Linked DNA regions of Mus musculus: regions 1, 2, 3 and 5 are each linked to region 4. A link is a contact called in public Hi-C and HiChIP or PLAC-seq data. All regions are on one chromosome and are shown on one strand. The core of a region is the stretch at or near the end of the contact, and the rest is flanking DNA. Distances in the headings are between cores, read along the strand shown.

The links. Hi-C and Micro-C count contacts between places; a contact is called where the count stands out from the background. HiChIP or PLAC-seq counts read pairs in DNA pulled down with a chosen protein or histone mark.
Region 1: a contact with region 4 is called in an H3K27ac HiChIP or PLAC-seq map of extraembryonic endoderm stem cells, with 3 times the contacts expected there. The contact joins the enhancer-like site here to the promoter of Micu1 in region 4. A contact is called at or near these places in 6 of 39 promoter capture datasets (the C10 cell line, embryonic stem cells, hippocampal neurons and 2 more), 1 of 15 datasets of contacts at CTCF or cohesin (CD8 T cells), 2 of 484 Hi-C or Micro-C datasets (adipose-derived mesenchymal stem cells and nephron progenitors) and 13 of 115 datasets of contacts at active chromatin or transcription factors (the 230-238 cell line, astrocytes, bone marrow-derived macrophages and 7 more).
Region 2: a contact with region 4 is called in a Hi-C map of CD8 T cells, with 4 times the contacts expected there. The contact joins the promoter of Ascc1 here to the promoter of Micu1 in region 4. A contact is called at or near these places in 4 of 484 Hi-C or Micro-C datasets (CD4 T cells, CD8 T cells, cardiomyocytes and 1 more) and 1 of 9 other capture datasets (liver).
Region 3: a contact with region 4 is called in an H3K4me3 HiChIP or PLAC-seq map of embryonic stem cells, with 5 times the contacts expected there. The contact joins the enhancer-like site here to the promoter of Micu1 in region 4. A contact is called at or near these places in 3 of 39 promoter capture datasets (the C10 cell line, hippocampal neurons and liver), 1 of 15 datasets of contacts at CTCF or cohesin (the NIH/3T3 cell line), 9 of 115 datasets of contacts at active chromatin or transcription factors (bone marrow-derived macrophages, embryonic forebrain, embryonic stem cells and 2 more) and 1 of 9 other capture datasets (embryonic stem cells).
Region 5: an H3K4me3 HiChIP or PLAC-seq map of embryonic stem cells shows a contact between it and region 4, with 28 read pairs. The contact joins the promoter of Pla2g12b here to the promoter of Micu1 in region 4. A contact is called at or near these places in 10 of 39 promoter capture datasets (the 3T3-L1 cell line, 3T3-L1-derived adipocytes, cranial neural crest and 5 more), 1 of 15 datasets of contacts at CTCF or cohesin (the NIH/3T3 cell line), 2 of 484 Hi-C or Micro-C datasets (extraembryonic endoderm stem cells and nephron progenitors), 15 of 115 datasets of contacts at active chromatin or transcription factors (T-cell acute lymphoblastic leukemia, bone marrow-derived macrophages, embryonic limb bud and 7 more) and 2 of 9 other capture datasets (adipose tissue and embryonic stem cells).

Annotation. Positions count from the first base shown.
Region 1 is chr10:59,379,581-59,382,280 of GRCm38.p6, forward strand. No RefSeq gene overlaps it. Among named protein-coding and RNA genes, the nearest start is that of Pla2g12b, 23 kb to the right of the region's middle. Within about 2 kb of position 1,356, at least 62 of the 459 cell types and tissues checked have an H3K27ac peak or open chromatin away from gene starts, as enhancers often do. A contact at or near this core is called in CD8 T cells, extraembryonic endoderm stem cells and memory CD8 T cells, where this site is marked.
Region 2 is chr10:60,001,429-60,004,128 of GRCm38.p6, forward strand. Ascc1 (activating signal cointegrator 1 complex subunit 1) reads left to right here and starts at 1,377. Exons shown (of 11, transcript NM_026937.3): 1 at 1,377-1,479. It overlaps Anapc16 (anaphase promoting complex subunit 16), which reads right to left and starts at 1,707. Exons shown (of 4, transcript NM_025514.3): 1 at 1,528-1,707.
Region 3 is chr10:59,353,103-59,355,802 of GRCm38.p6, forward strand. It overlaps P4ha1 (procollagen-proline, 2-oxoglutarate 4-dioxygenase (proline 4-hydroxylase), alpha 1 polypeptide), which reads left to right. Exons shown (of 15, transcript NM_001316371.1): 9 at 2,248-2,318. Among named protein-coding and RNA genes, the nearest start is that of P4ha1, 31 kb to the left of the region's middle. Within about 2 kb of position 1,444, at least 9 of the 459 cell types and tissues checked have an H3K27ac peak or open chromatin away from gene starts, as enhancers often do. A contact at or near this core is called in embryonic stem cells, where this site is marked.
Region 4 is chr10:59,701,238-59,703,937 of GRCm38.p6, forward strand. It overlaps Micu1 (mitochondrial calcium uptake 1), which reads left to right and starts at 1,326. Exons shown (of 12, transcript NM_144822.3): 1 at 1,326-1,450.
Region 5 is chr10:59,402,353-59,405,052 of GRCm38.p6, forward strand. Pla2g12b (phospholipase A2, group XIIB) reads left to right here and starts at 1,333. Exons shown (of 4, transcript NM_023530.2): 1 at 1,333-1,629. The coding sequence starts at 1,419.

The DNA of each region.
Region 1 (2,700 bases), core at 106-2,605, 320 kb before region 4:
GTTCAGAGCAGAGAGAACTCCTAGCTTTGGAGGGCATAGTGGTGCTGAGCAGGGTTGAGGATGCTGAGAGGCTGAGATGCTCGCTGGCTGCTAAGAAATGGACGAGGTTCAGAATGTCGACAGGCAATGGGAGCCAAAAAGTAAAGGGGCCGTCAGGGCAAGGTGGGAAGTTAGTGTGGTAAAAGAGGAGAAGAAAATGGGGAAAAGTGAAGAAACCCACTACGGACCCGGACTCGGGAAGGATGGAAGCGTACCCAATAGGGAGGGCGTTTGCCTGCATATGTGAATGTGCAAATTTCAGAGTAGAGGCAGTCAGACAGGGACACAGGGATGCTCTGGTGGCAGGGCCCTGTAGCTGGAGAGATGTGAAAGGTCAGTTCTCCAAGGGTTAACAAAGCAACCCCCTCCAGTGGGGTGACTGATAATTTGAGGAGAGTCACCACAGGGTTTACCCTTCCGGGATGGGGGTGGAGCTCTTGATAATTAACTTTAAATACAAATACCAGATACTCTTTTTCACCACTATCACTGCCCACTGCCTGCCAAGGGTTGTGTGCACTATCTCAGGCTTTTTAACTAGAGCCAGGAAGTGGCTCTTCTCAGTTTCCTCACTTAAGCCCTCGGCAAACATGGGCCAGGGCCTAGCTTTCCTTCAGATGCTCTGCCTTGTAGACTGACAGTCTATCCAAAGACACGGATGTCCTGCAGGGCCTCCACTGAGTCTGTCCTGGAGGCTCCCCTACTCTGCAGGGAGAGGGAGAGCCTTATTAGAGACCAGGCAATGGATACTGAGCTTGGTTCCCAGGATTCACTGAATACAGGGATGGTCTGAAAGAAAAAAGGAGAAACTTTAAAAGGTGAGGTGGGGTTCTCAGTTTCAGTTTCTCAGCAGCAGGGTGGGGATGAGGATGTGGGTGTGCCAGTAGGTTCTGAGAGGGATGGGGGCAGGGAGAAACCCAAACAACAACAGTGAGCTACAGCTACACTACAGGACTTGGCAGGAGCCTTGGTTACACTCGGATCTCTTGCCCAGGGCAAGATCTGCACACTATCTCCCCTGTGCCTTTGTCAGAGGCTGCTCCAGGGTAACTGATAGCCAGGCTACTTCCAAATGCTCAGCACCAGCAGACCAGGAGCCAACACCCTGCAGTGTAAGGAACAGGCCTGGGAACGGAGGCACTGCTCTACTGGGTGGTGTTCACAACTCAGAATCTGACCTCAAGTTACTCAGCATGTTTGGATGCCTCACTGTGCTTTCCCACTCACATTGGCGGCAATATCTACCTTACCCAGTCCCGAGGAATACACCCATAGACACCGACCCCTGTAGAGTACACTGCACTTCCTCCACCTTTCATGACTTCCTGCTAGGACCTGTGTATGCCATCGCTCTGTCAAGGTTTGACCTACAGTGAGCCCTCTAGGTTTCCATGGCCATTTTGCCTTGTCTTCCATTTCCATGGTCTCCCAGCAGGCTCACTGAGCTATAATCGGGGCTCTATAGTCCAGTGTCCTGAATACACAAATATAACACATGTACTTGTGTGTAGCACACTTGGCTCTGGAAAAATGTTGTAGGGTTGGGACTTTGAGCCTGGGGTTACAGACTCATCTTACCCTGCAGAAATCCAGTTTACATGAAGCTGACAGACAAATCAGCATGGTCTTGAACATGCTACATGAAGATAACAAGGTGTGTGTTGGGGGAGCGTACAATCTTTTTAAAATACTAGGCAATGTACTGGCTGGTTTTGTGTGTCAACTTGACACAGGCTGGAGTTATAACAGAGAAAGGAGTTTCACTTGGGAAGTGCCTCCATGAGATCCAACTGTAAAGCATTTTCTCAATTAGTGATCAAAGGGGTAGGGCCCATTGTGGGTGGTGCCATCCCTGGGCTGGTAGTCCTGGGTTCTATAAGAAAGCAAGTTGAGCAAGCCAGGGGAAGCAAGCCAGTAAGTAACATCCCTCCATGGCCTCTGCATCAGCTCCTGCTTCCTGACCTGCTTGAGTTCCAGTCCTGACTTCCTTTGGTGATGAACAGCAATGTGGAAGTGTAAGCTGAATAAACCCTTTCCTCCCCAACTTGCTTCTTGGTCATGATGTTTTGTGCAGGAATAGAAACCCTGACTAAGACAGGCGGTCTCATTTCTATTATAAGCTTAAAAAAATTTAGAGTTGTGAGGTTGGAGAGATAAAGGCATTGTTAAAGTGCCTGCTTGTGGGAAGCCGCCCCCACATTCGCCGTCACAAGATGGCGCTGACATCCTGTGTTCTAAGTTGGTAAACAAATAATCTGCGCATGAGCCAAGGGTATTTACGACCACTTGTACTCTGTTTTTCCCGTGAACGTCAGCTCGGCCATGGGCTGCAGCCAATCAGGGAGTGATGCGCCCTAGGCAATGGTTGTTCTCTTTAAAAGAGGGAAGGGGTTTTCGTTTTCTCTCTCTTGCTTCTTGCGCTCTCTTGCTTCCCTCTCTTGCTTCTTACACTCTGGCCCGATAAAGATATAAGCAATAAAGCTTTGCCGTAGAAGATTCTGGTTGTTGTGTTCTTCCTGGCCGGTCGTGAGAACGCGTCTAATAACAATTGGTGCCGAATTCCGGGACGAGAAAAAACTCCGGACTGGCGCAGGAGGGATACTTCATTTCAGAACCAGAACTACGGATCACGTTTATAAAGGTTCCCGTAACACAGACTGT
Region 2 (2,700 bases), core at 127-2,626, 300 kb after region 4:
TCCTAGCGCTGGGCTACACTCTCAGTCAGCACATTCACCTCATGATCTTATAAAGAATCTTGCAGTGGGGCTGGGGAGAGCTACATGGAGTAAGTGTTTTCACTGGAGGGGTTGGGGAGCCCTTCAAGTCACTTACAAGCCTCACAGGTGTGGTAGCTGCCTGTAAACCCAGCCCTTGGGAGGCAGAAGATAAGCGATTCCCCATAGCAATGTTGTTAGCTAGGTTATGGGGAATGGGAATGTTCTGGGTTCAGGGAAGCTATGAAAGGCTAAGGAGGAAGACAGCAGACACCAGCTTCAAGCCTGGGCCTGGGGATGTATTGTGAGGTGGCTAGAGTGTTTGCTTACCCAAGTGTGAGGCACTGAAAAGGATCCCATGTCGTTGGAAGGAGAAAACAAACTACCTTTGTACCCTGGAGGCATCTTATAAAAACCCTTGTCACAGTGGCTCCTGGATGAATGATTTATAAATACGAGGTCAGCCGGGCGGAGGTGGCCCACGCCTTTAATCCCAGCACTTGGGAGGCAGAGACAGGCAGATTTCTGAGTTCGAGGCCAGCCTGGTCTACAGCGTGAGTTCCAGTACAGCCAGGGCTGTACAGAGAAACCCTGTCTCGAAAAACCAAAAAAAACCAAACCAAACCAAAAAAACCAAAAAAAAAAAAAAAAAAAAAAACCCCACAAAACCAACCAACCAACCAAAACAAACAAACAAACAAACCGAGGACAAAAGCAATCAGCTCAGTAGAGGCTGCAGGGGACCGAGACAGTTCCAGTCATGACTCTTTCTGCATGGAGTATTCAACCCTGTCGCTCAGGAGACTACCATCCTCATAACGAGGCACTCAGTGAACTTTTGTTGAATGATGATTATCTGGAACTTGGCCCTATCAGGGAAGCTGTGGCTGCTGCCAAGCAGAGGAAACGCTCCTAAGAAGCGGAATGATAGTTTGTGGGGCACAATATGGCTGGCGTGGTTAAATACTTACTTTGTGTACGACAGGGACGACCTCGCACTCATAAACTTTCCGCTTATAGTCTTAAAACAAAACAAAACAAAAAAAGAGATCCTCCTTTAAAATAAAGCCCAGAACAAACCAGATGCTTATGTCGATCGGGATCCAAGTGAGGTGGCTAATTATGACACCCGTTGGGTTCTACTAACAAAAATCACTAGGTGTCCCACCTAGACAGACGGATCACCACCCGCAGCACCTAGCTGCGGTAGCTCTTTCTAGGTGGGATGAAGAAGCTCGCGGGAGAGGGGAGGAGCCAGCACCCTAATCCTGGCTACTCCAACTCCACCCAGGTACGCTTCCTACCCAACAACTCGGGGAGGAAGGGAAGGCTTGCGGCCGGCCCACGGCGCAGGCGCCAACCCGCCCCACGCATGCTCAGTCGGATGACGCTGCCTTTGCATACGGCCGGCGCGGGCGAGCCTCCAGGGTCTCTTCCTACGCTCCCAGTTAGTCCTGGCAGGTAGGAGCGTAGGGGGGAATCAGGTCTGGAAGGTTCTCGGCCACTTACCTCAGCAGCTTGTGCACTTTGACTGACAGCCCCGCCCCTTGGACGAAGCCGTGCGGCCTCGCTCGCCACGACGTAGACGGCGGCGTGCGCGCGCCCGCCTGAGCTGTGGGAGTTTGATGGCGGTGCTGCGCCTGTCCCTGCGGCGGTGAGGGCTAGAGGGCGGTGCTAGCGCGCATGCGTGGAGGGGGCGGAGCCCGGCTGGGCCAGACCGAGCTTTCCGAGAACACTTCCGGGTCGCTGTGGCTGCCCCGCCCCCTTCCCCGCCCCAGTCCCCCGCAGTTTTGGTTTTCTTGCGTTGGTGCTGTCTGCTCCGCCTCTCTAGCGTAGGATGTTCAGCGTTTGCTTTTTATGTGAGAATTGCACGAAAGCATATCCACTTTTCCCTCTTCAAACACCCATGACCCAGGGCTAGTCCGCTCTCCTCCTTCTGCGCAGTCTCTGCCTGGAGCTGCTCAGGAAAGGTACCACTGTGGCTTCGTGCTCAGTGCTCACACTTTGTAAAGGCTCCTTTTCGACAGAACGTGGTTTTTGAAGTGGGAAGGGATGCTAAAGGAGTAGCACACCAGGGTGGCGCGGCACAAGACTGTTAATAATTGCATCCCCCTGCCAACGTTGATTTTCTGTTTTCTCAAAGCACGAACCCTCTTCTTGCGTCCTGCAGGTGGCTGCGGATTAGCGACTTGACTGAGGGTTGGGTCAAGCATTCATTTGGAAGGGATTGTTAGGCCTTCTTTGGTGGAACTTGTTAAGTACGTGAACTTGTAGCCGCAGCCATCTGGGATGGGAACATGGGGTAGTTTATCAGGAGCCTTTAATTCCGAATTATTGATTCAAGCGTGAAGCCGTTTGTTGTGTTCTGGAGGCAGTGGCCTCGGGAAACTGTTCCTTCTCAGTACTGTGTTGGTCCGAGAACTGTGTTAGTAAGTCATATTTTAATTGTACTGTGATAGGGAAATAAATCTGATTGGAAGGTATTTATTTCTAGCATCTTTAAAACGGCTTACCTCTCTTCCGCGGGTATTGTACCGATGGTTCCTCAATGCGTTATCAAACTGGATACGATAAAATATCATACTGGATAGGGTGAATGAAGCACTCTGCTCATACTTAGGTGGCTAGCAAGACCTCACCCCCTATAGGTTAATCAGACACCTATACAAGAACTTACACTGG
Region 3 (2,700 bases), core at 194-2,693, 350 kb before region 4:
TAAAATGCAAACTTTTGTAGACATTATTAAGTACATTCTGATTATTAGTTTTTCTTCCATAACATGTAAGGTTGATCTATTTCTCTAAAGGCTGAGGTAGCAAATGTTCTAGAGGGCTTTGTCATCTGTGTGGTCTCTTGTCACGACTGCTCAGCTCTGCCATCTGGTGTAAAGGCAGCCAAAGAAAATAGGAAAATAAATGAGGTGGTTATGGTACAATCAAGATTTTATTTCTAAAAGCTGATGGCAGTTTATTTGGCTAGTGGGTTTGCTGGCCAGGTGTGTATATACTTAGATAAATTTCAAAGTTTTTAAAGTTTTATTATTTTTCCAAATTAACACTTTTTTTCCCCCCTTAAATCATGTAGTTTTTGTGATGCAATGGGTGCTGTCCAGAGATATAGCAAATTGGCTGCCTAGCAGAAAACCTCTTAAAATCATTCCATATTTTCTCATTCTCTTTAGAATTCCTAACTCGGTCCCTTATTTATAGTCAGACCCAGTTTACCAGTATTTCTTGGTAGAATCTTTGTTAAGAATTCACTTTTGAGATGGAAGGCCCCAGGCTTCATAGGAAATGTTTTAGTTGAGATTATTTTTGAGCAGTAAATTTAGTGGCAGTGAAAGTTAATTTTTCTGTTATTTCAGCATCAACCTCCCATTTAAATTTTGTTTTTTTTATTCTCTTGGCTGTCAGCATTTCTGTTAAGACTATGCATTCCTTTTACCTGCATGGCTGTGGAAAGGCTGTTTTACTGTACATACTGTTAAGTACACACTTTCTCTTGAAAAGAGGAAAGAATGACCTTAAAATAAATTTTAGACAATATTGGGACCCTCTAATCATGTTGTCACGAGTCACAATCTGAGGTTTTAGAGTCCATGATTAATTAGTTACAAATGGCCATTCTTATAATATCAATGGTACTTTGCATTTTAGAGCCTTTTCTTCACGTTATCAATGTTCTATCCTACTGAAGAAATTAATTCCAACCTTTTCTGTTTGTGTGACCTCTATTCACGCAGTGAAAAGCAAGTAAAATAGTTTTTAAGAAACATAAAACTAACTGGCTTTCAAGGCGCGACACAAGGTGATTGGAAGGGTATTGAGTTATTTTCTATTCACCTTCTTTTGTTTAAAGAAGAAAGAAAAGAAAACCCAGCATTGTGGCTGGTTAGGGAAATGTGATCGTTTTTTTGTCTTGTAATGCAACTGTTTTGACGGTTGGCTTCACAGCTGAGGCGAGCCACCATTTCAAACCCAGTAACAGGAGCCTTGGAGACGGTACATTACAGAATTAGCAAAAGGTAAGATTGGATGCCACATACTTTCCTCCTAACGAGCGTTTTGAACATCCTACCAGAATTCTTCTTAACCGAAGTGGATCGTCTCCAGTCTCCAGCTCAAGTGGCCGCCATACACTCCAGAGCAGTGCGTGAATGAGTGCTTGTGTTTCACGGGTTTTCCCTTGACTAGAAGTTCTGGTTTTTAATCTCTGATTGGCCTCGAGTTTCAGGAACTAAGTGCATTGTCATGATCAGGTATTAAACACTCAGGAAATTGCCTGGTCCTTTTCTTTTGCCTTTGTTGTGAGCATGTGAAATTAAGAAAGAAAAAAGAGGCAGTGTGTTCACCCAGGGTGGAGTGCTGCTCACACACCCTCCCCTGTGGTGATTGTCTGCTGTTGTCTTTTACCTCCAGGCTGTCCTTGTCATATGGAGTAATCTGGTCTGAAGTTTTTTATTAAAACAAAAACAAAAACCAAGCCACTGGCCTACAAGTTGGCTCTGGAAAGAGCAGCTGTGCTTCTGAGCTCAGCCTTCCAAATCACTTCCCACCTCCGTTGACTTGGATGGTTTAGAGAAAAGCCAGCTTGTCTTGATGAAAGTTTCAAAATGATCAACTAATTTAGAAAACTTGTTGATCTATATTTGAAGCATTAAACTTCTAGACTTGGGAGAGCTCCTGTGAAACCCACTGCTGCAGATCATTGACATACGCCTCAAAGGGTTTAGTCTTAAAAAAGTGAAAGGACAATAAATACATTTACAGTCAGATTCTCTCCGGACGAACGAACGAGTGGCTCTTCTTGCCACCTTTCTGAGTGTTTTATGATTCGAACCATTACCCACCAGGCAGACCAATCAATCCTTCCAATCACCTGTGGCTTGGCAAAACAGAGAACAAAGCCCAGAGACAGCCTGCTGGAGTGTAAGCCTTGTCCTTTCTCTTTTTTCTTTTTGTAGCTGAGCCGAGCTACAGTACATGACCCTGAGACGGGGAAATTGACCACAGCACAGTACAGAGTATCTAAGAGGTAAGGGAGAATGGACAGAACTTGAGGCATATTTGGAGTGCTCTTTCCTGAGGATCTAATTTTGACCATATTTATATGATATAGTTTCTAAGACCTAGATTTCAGATCAAGCTTTTGGTATGTGTACTTGATTTTCACGATGGACCAATAGACAGATACAGGCAGTTCCATGCAATTCCTAGTCATTGACTAGTATACAGTGAATGCCAGGGGAAGCTCTGGCAGTGCCAACCGATAGGGAAGAACTTCTAAAAGGCTCTGCCCAGAGCAAGACCCAAGGCAAACTCTGCCGTGAAGCTGGGGCTATATGGGTCACTAGTAGCTGTTGAAGAAATGTCTAGAAGGACAAAGAAGCTACTATAAGTCAGTTTAAAATCCCTTG
Region 4 (2,700 bases), core at 76-2,575:
CCTGGATATTTCTTCTTATATTTATTTACATATTATTATGTGTGTGAGTATGTGTGTGGGGTGACACATTTGCTATGGTACATGGATGGAGGTAAGGGAAAAATTTGCTATTTATGTAGCTGAGGACAACCTAAAGACAATTCCTGATCCTCCTGCCTCCGTCTCTACAGGGGTTATAGTCATATACCAACATGCCCAACTTAATCATTGTCTTCCTTGATCTTGATGGATTTTTATGTTTGGCTTGGTTTTTCAGACAGGATCTTATAGAGCCCACACTAGCCTCAAACTCACTATGTAACTAAGTATGGCTTTGAACTCCTGATCCTACTGCCTCTATCTCTCAGATTCTGGGATTACAGTTCTATGCCACCACATCTGGCTGAAAATTTTATTCAACAATTTATATATTGATGATTTTTTTTCTCTTTTCCTTATTCAAATAAAGAGTTAATTTATCCCGTGAGCCTCCAAAGTGTTCTATGGTATTTACGATGCAATGTGAAATTTACAAGTTTCAGAGATAACAAGATGTGTGTCCCAAGAGAAGACTTTTATTCGCTCTTTTCTCCTTCCCTTTTTTCATGTATGTATGTATGTATGTATGTATGTATGTATGTATGCATGCAGGTATGTGTGTTCCGCAGCATGGTTCTGAAGGTTAGGAGACAACTTGCATCAGTCAGTTCTCTCCTTCCACCATAAGTGTCCTGGGACTCAAATACGGGTTATCTGGTTTGGTAGTAAGAGCCCTTACCTGCTGAGCTCCTCTGTTTCATAATTTGACACAGGTCTAAGTAAACCACACTAGCCTCTAAGTTCCAAGTGTTGGGAGACTAGCGGGGACTTCCTGGAAGGAGTGAACGTGGAGAACTGGAGGTGGATAAGATTAAGATACATTATATCTTACGAAACTGTCAAAGAATAAATAAAAGATGTTCCTAAAATAAAACCAGTGTGAGCCTCTAGACTGGTGGGAAGAACCTCGTTATCAATTTCCCACTTACGGAAGAGCAGGGTTTAACTAGAAAGAGGCACAGGAGAGGTGGACTTTGACAGCAGAGAAACAAAATCAGCAATGGAATGCAGGAGGGATTTTGCAAATCTGCCGGCATTCCCGCCTAAACAGCGAGGGCGTGGCACCGACGTGTGGGCGGGGCTGAGGACAGGGCGGGCCCCCAGGCGAGGGCGGAGTCTTGACTCGGGGCGGGATCCGAAGTGTGGGCGGGCCCCAGAGAAGGGCGGGGTTGCCTCTCCGCCCCGCCCCATTTTCCCCAACTCGGTTCCTCCCTGCTACGTTTCATCAAGATCCCGGCAGGCCCAGCGGCTAAGGGAGTCACGTGAGAGTGGGCGGAGGACGCAGAGCGGGGCTCCCCGGCATTTGCGTCTCTATGGTTGTCAGAGGTGGGCGGCATTCTCCGAGTTGCTGCTAAAGCTGGAGCGCGGACGGGTGAGTGTGAGGAATCTGATCGCCTGGAGGCGAGTTTAGGGGAGGGGAAGTCGGCGCATTTTGGGGACGAGCCTTTCGTGTGGCTCTGAGATCCGGCCACTTTTCAGGTCCGCCAGGGACTGCTGCTGTCTTGGTGATGCTGTTGGTGATATGCTGAGGGGACTCTCGGTCCTCCGCTCCCTTCACCCTATCACCCCTTATCCCTGTCAGGGAGAACTTGTAGTGCCCGGCTTCTAGCCTCAGAGTGCATCCTCTCCACCTGCGGCCAGGACACACTAGTTCTCCCGGAATTCGTGGATGTGGTCAGAAGTAGATGGAGGAGTTTAGAGCTGTGACAGAAAGATAGATAAATACATGTATTGGGGATAGAGAAGATGGGGCGGGGGGATCATTGGCCTTTTAGAAAAGCAAAACAAACTGCAGACTTCTCGGACTGTTCCGTTTTTTATCCTCACCAGCAACTTCGCGTTCTCATTCTCCCTTTCTCTGTCTGTGCCCAGTCCCAGTCGGGGCTACCCACACGATGTTTCGAGAATGAGCCAGGTATTACTGATTATGTGGGATGCTAGAAGAAGAGTTTAAGGCGGACTGTGTTTTATAATAAGTTGTCACCTTTATAAATCCGAGGTTTTGTCTACAGTCCCTTTCAGGTGCTTGAAGTGCAAATATTTGTGCATGTAAATAAATAATTAAGATTAAATAATTTTCTTCCTGAGACATTTTGGAAAGACCTATTTTTTTCCCGCTTGTTTATAAATACATGTTTTGATCCACTTCTGGGATGACTCCCTTAATAAACCTCTGTTTACTTTAAAGCAGTCAGTAGGGTCAGACAGGGAGGTGATTTAACAGCATTAGAAAGGAGTGTGTGCTGGAGATGAAACACATCTGTTGGGGAGTTTAGGTTTCACTGATTGTCAGCCTTTGAGACATAACAAACAGTTGGCGGACTCGACCATCCTGAATGTTTGCCGGTGTGGACAATGTGATGCTTGTTTAGAATCTTATCCTAAAGAGTTTAGAATGCCACTTATCCGGGAAGATGTTCTGGCCACCAGTTACTTTGTTTTGTTTGAATTCTTTTTTGTTCTGTTTTTTTTTTTTGAGGTAGGTTCCCCACCCCCATCACTAGGTTTGGCCTTAAAGTCTGAATCTTTCTGTCTCTGCCAACTGAATGGTGGGTGGGATTACAGGCCTGCCCAGACCTTACAGACTTCAATGGGTTCGGTCCCCACTTCTCATCAATCTTT
Region 5 (2,700 bases), core at 83-2,582, 300 kb before region 4:
CTGAGTTTAGTTCCAGACACCTGTCTCAGGTGACACCCTCCCCCCAACCTTCAGCTCCAGGGCATCCCCCAGCCTCCACAGGCTCCTGTACCCACATGTGCACCCCATTCCCAAACACACTCGAGGCATTGCACATATTAGAGGTAGGTGGTCCACTATTGAGTTGTGCCCCCCCCCCCCCCCCGTTTTCCTTCCTTTTTGAAGGAGTCCTATGGTTCTGTTCTGATATGACCTCATCAGTTATGGCCCTGGCCCAGCCTTGGGACCTAAGTAATGAAGTCATTTAACCTCTCCCTGATTTCTTATTTGTCAAATAAAAATATCAACCTTGCCTAACAAAATAGGTGTGAATGTGTGGAGGGAGGAAGGGAGGGAGGGAGGGAGGGAGGGAGGGAGAAACAAGAAGACAGGGAGACAGACACACACAGAGAGATAGAGAGACAGAGAAACAGGAAGAAAGTCAGAGAGAGACAGGAAAGGAGAGATTGAGAAGAGACTAGTTCAGAATGTGTATGGTCGTTTCCCAGACTGGTGATTTTATAGGTATTCTTCACATGGCCAAGAGCAAACTACGCTGAAAGTGACGCCCAAACTCAGGATTCCAGAGAGCAATCTCAAAGCTTGGAATCTCAAACAGGCTTTCTGATAGCAGCCTGGACTTTTATCTGCCTAAAAGGGGGTGGGAGGAAGGAATCACCACTGGGGCCGAATGTTCCCAGAAGAGACCTGGGGCCATCAGTCTCAGGGGATCCCAGGATACAGCACTGAGTATAAACACATGCCCTGCAGATTCTCGGAAAGGTATTCCCTGGGAGGATAGCAGGACCTTTGCCAGATGGAAGGATTTGAGCTAGAGACACGGAGGGACCAAGGCAGAAACTGGGCTCGAAACCTGAACTTTCACCAAGGCACACTTGGATTTTAGCCCCTGATAATCTGTTATTAGATTCACCTGTGGTGAAGATGACCCCAGTAGGGCTACCAGAGTCTCGCACACACCCTCATGGGCCTCCCCAGGACAGGTATAGAGGAGGAAGTAGTTCAGGGGTGTGGCTGAGATCTTGGGAAGAGCTCTGCAGTAGAGAAACCTGAGGTGCTCAAGTGTGCTGGAGAATCCTGGGGCTCCCGTCCAGCCTCACAGAGTGAGCAGTCATCCCCCCAGCGCTTCGGGGTCCACTGGGAAGTCCCCTCTTGGGCCATCCTCATACAGCCCCTCCCACGGTTTCACCTTTGTCCTCTCTAATCGCTCGGATCGGCTCCCAGCCTCCATGGCTGTGTTTAAAGTCCACCTCTGGGGAACACAGACTGACTGTACCGATAAGCCCGGACACAGGGCTGTGTATGTCCCCAGGGCTTCCTGGGACCCTGGCTGGGGTTGGGGACGAGAGCAGCCGCGAGGGTCTACTTGTGCGTGCAAAATGAAGCTGCTCTGCGGCTTCTTCCTCCTGTGGCTTGGCCTGGTAGGGAACCTGGCTCAGAGTGACCCCAGCCCCAAGGAAGAGGAGTCCTACTCTGACTGGGGCCTGAGGCAGCTGCGGGGCAGCTTCGAGTCTGTCAACAGCTACGTGGATTCCTTCATGGAGCTGCTGGGAGGGAAGAATGGAGTCTGTCAGTACCGGTGTCGATATGGTGAGTGGATGCCTTCTCTGGGAGTGGGGGTGGGGAGTGACAGCATGAGCAGCAAAGCAGGTCACATCTGTCCTACATCCGGTAGGCCAGGTCGCCAGGCAAAGCAAAATCAGGTGTAGCGTCATCCGAAATGCAAGCAGGCAACTAAATCCTGTGAGGGGCCCCGAGTGAAGTCTGGGTTCTATATCTCCTGATAAAAGTGTGATTTATCGGAAACTCAGGCTCTGCTCAGCTTCCTGGGAACTTTCGCTGAGGCCTTTTAGGAGTTTACTGGAGGCAGGTAAGGCCTTAAGGGATGGCAGAGAGGTTTGAGAGGAATCGCAGGGTCTCAGAGATGCTCCTAAGGGGAGAACGCGGAACCGGAGATTCTGCCCTGGGTCAACTCACTGCCTTCGCATCCCAAAAGCTTTGAAGGACTCTCCTCTCTGCTGCAGGCCTCTGCCTGCGATTTGCCTAGATTCTGCCAAGGGAGGGGTCCAGCCCTGCCTTAGTCACTGTTATCACTGAACTGACCTGCCTGCTGCCCGCCAGGGGTCCCAAGCTCTGCCACCACCAAAGAGAGCCAAACACCAGAGACACAACTGGGAACTGGAGTGAGCTCCCATGCCTACCTTGCTTGAGTTGGAAAGCCAGCTAGGGCAGGAGCTGAGGCTGAAGCCATCTTCCCCTTCACCCTCCTGGGAAGAGATGGGAGCTGAGTATCATGTGTCGTGTCCCCCCCCCCCCCCCCCCAATGTCATAGTGTCAAATTCTGGGCGACTCAGCATCACGTTTACTCAAAGTTAGATGGATAAGCACAAGGCCGGGTCACCTCATTAAGTTCACCTAATATCCATCAAAGAGGCAGGAAAGTTAATGCCTGCCATTTGAATCAACACAGGTATTGTCAATATACCCAAGGTTTAGCAAACATCTAACAACAGTAGGACTTCTTGTAAAATGGTGAGCCCGATCTTGTTCTTACTTCTCTAGTAAAACAGCATCAAAAGATTTCAGCAAATTTTGGTTGGGCAGCCTCTGACTGGGCGGGACCATCAAGCTCCCCAACTGCTTATGGGAGGAGTGTCTTGA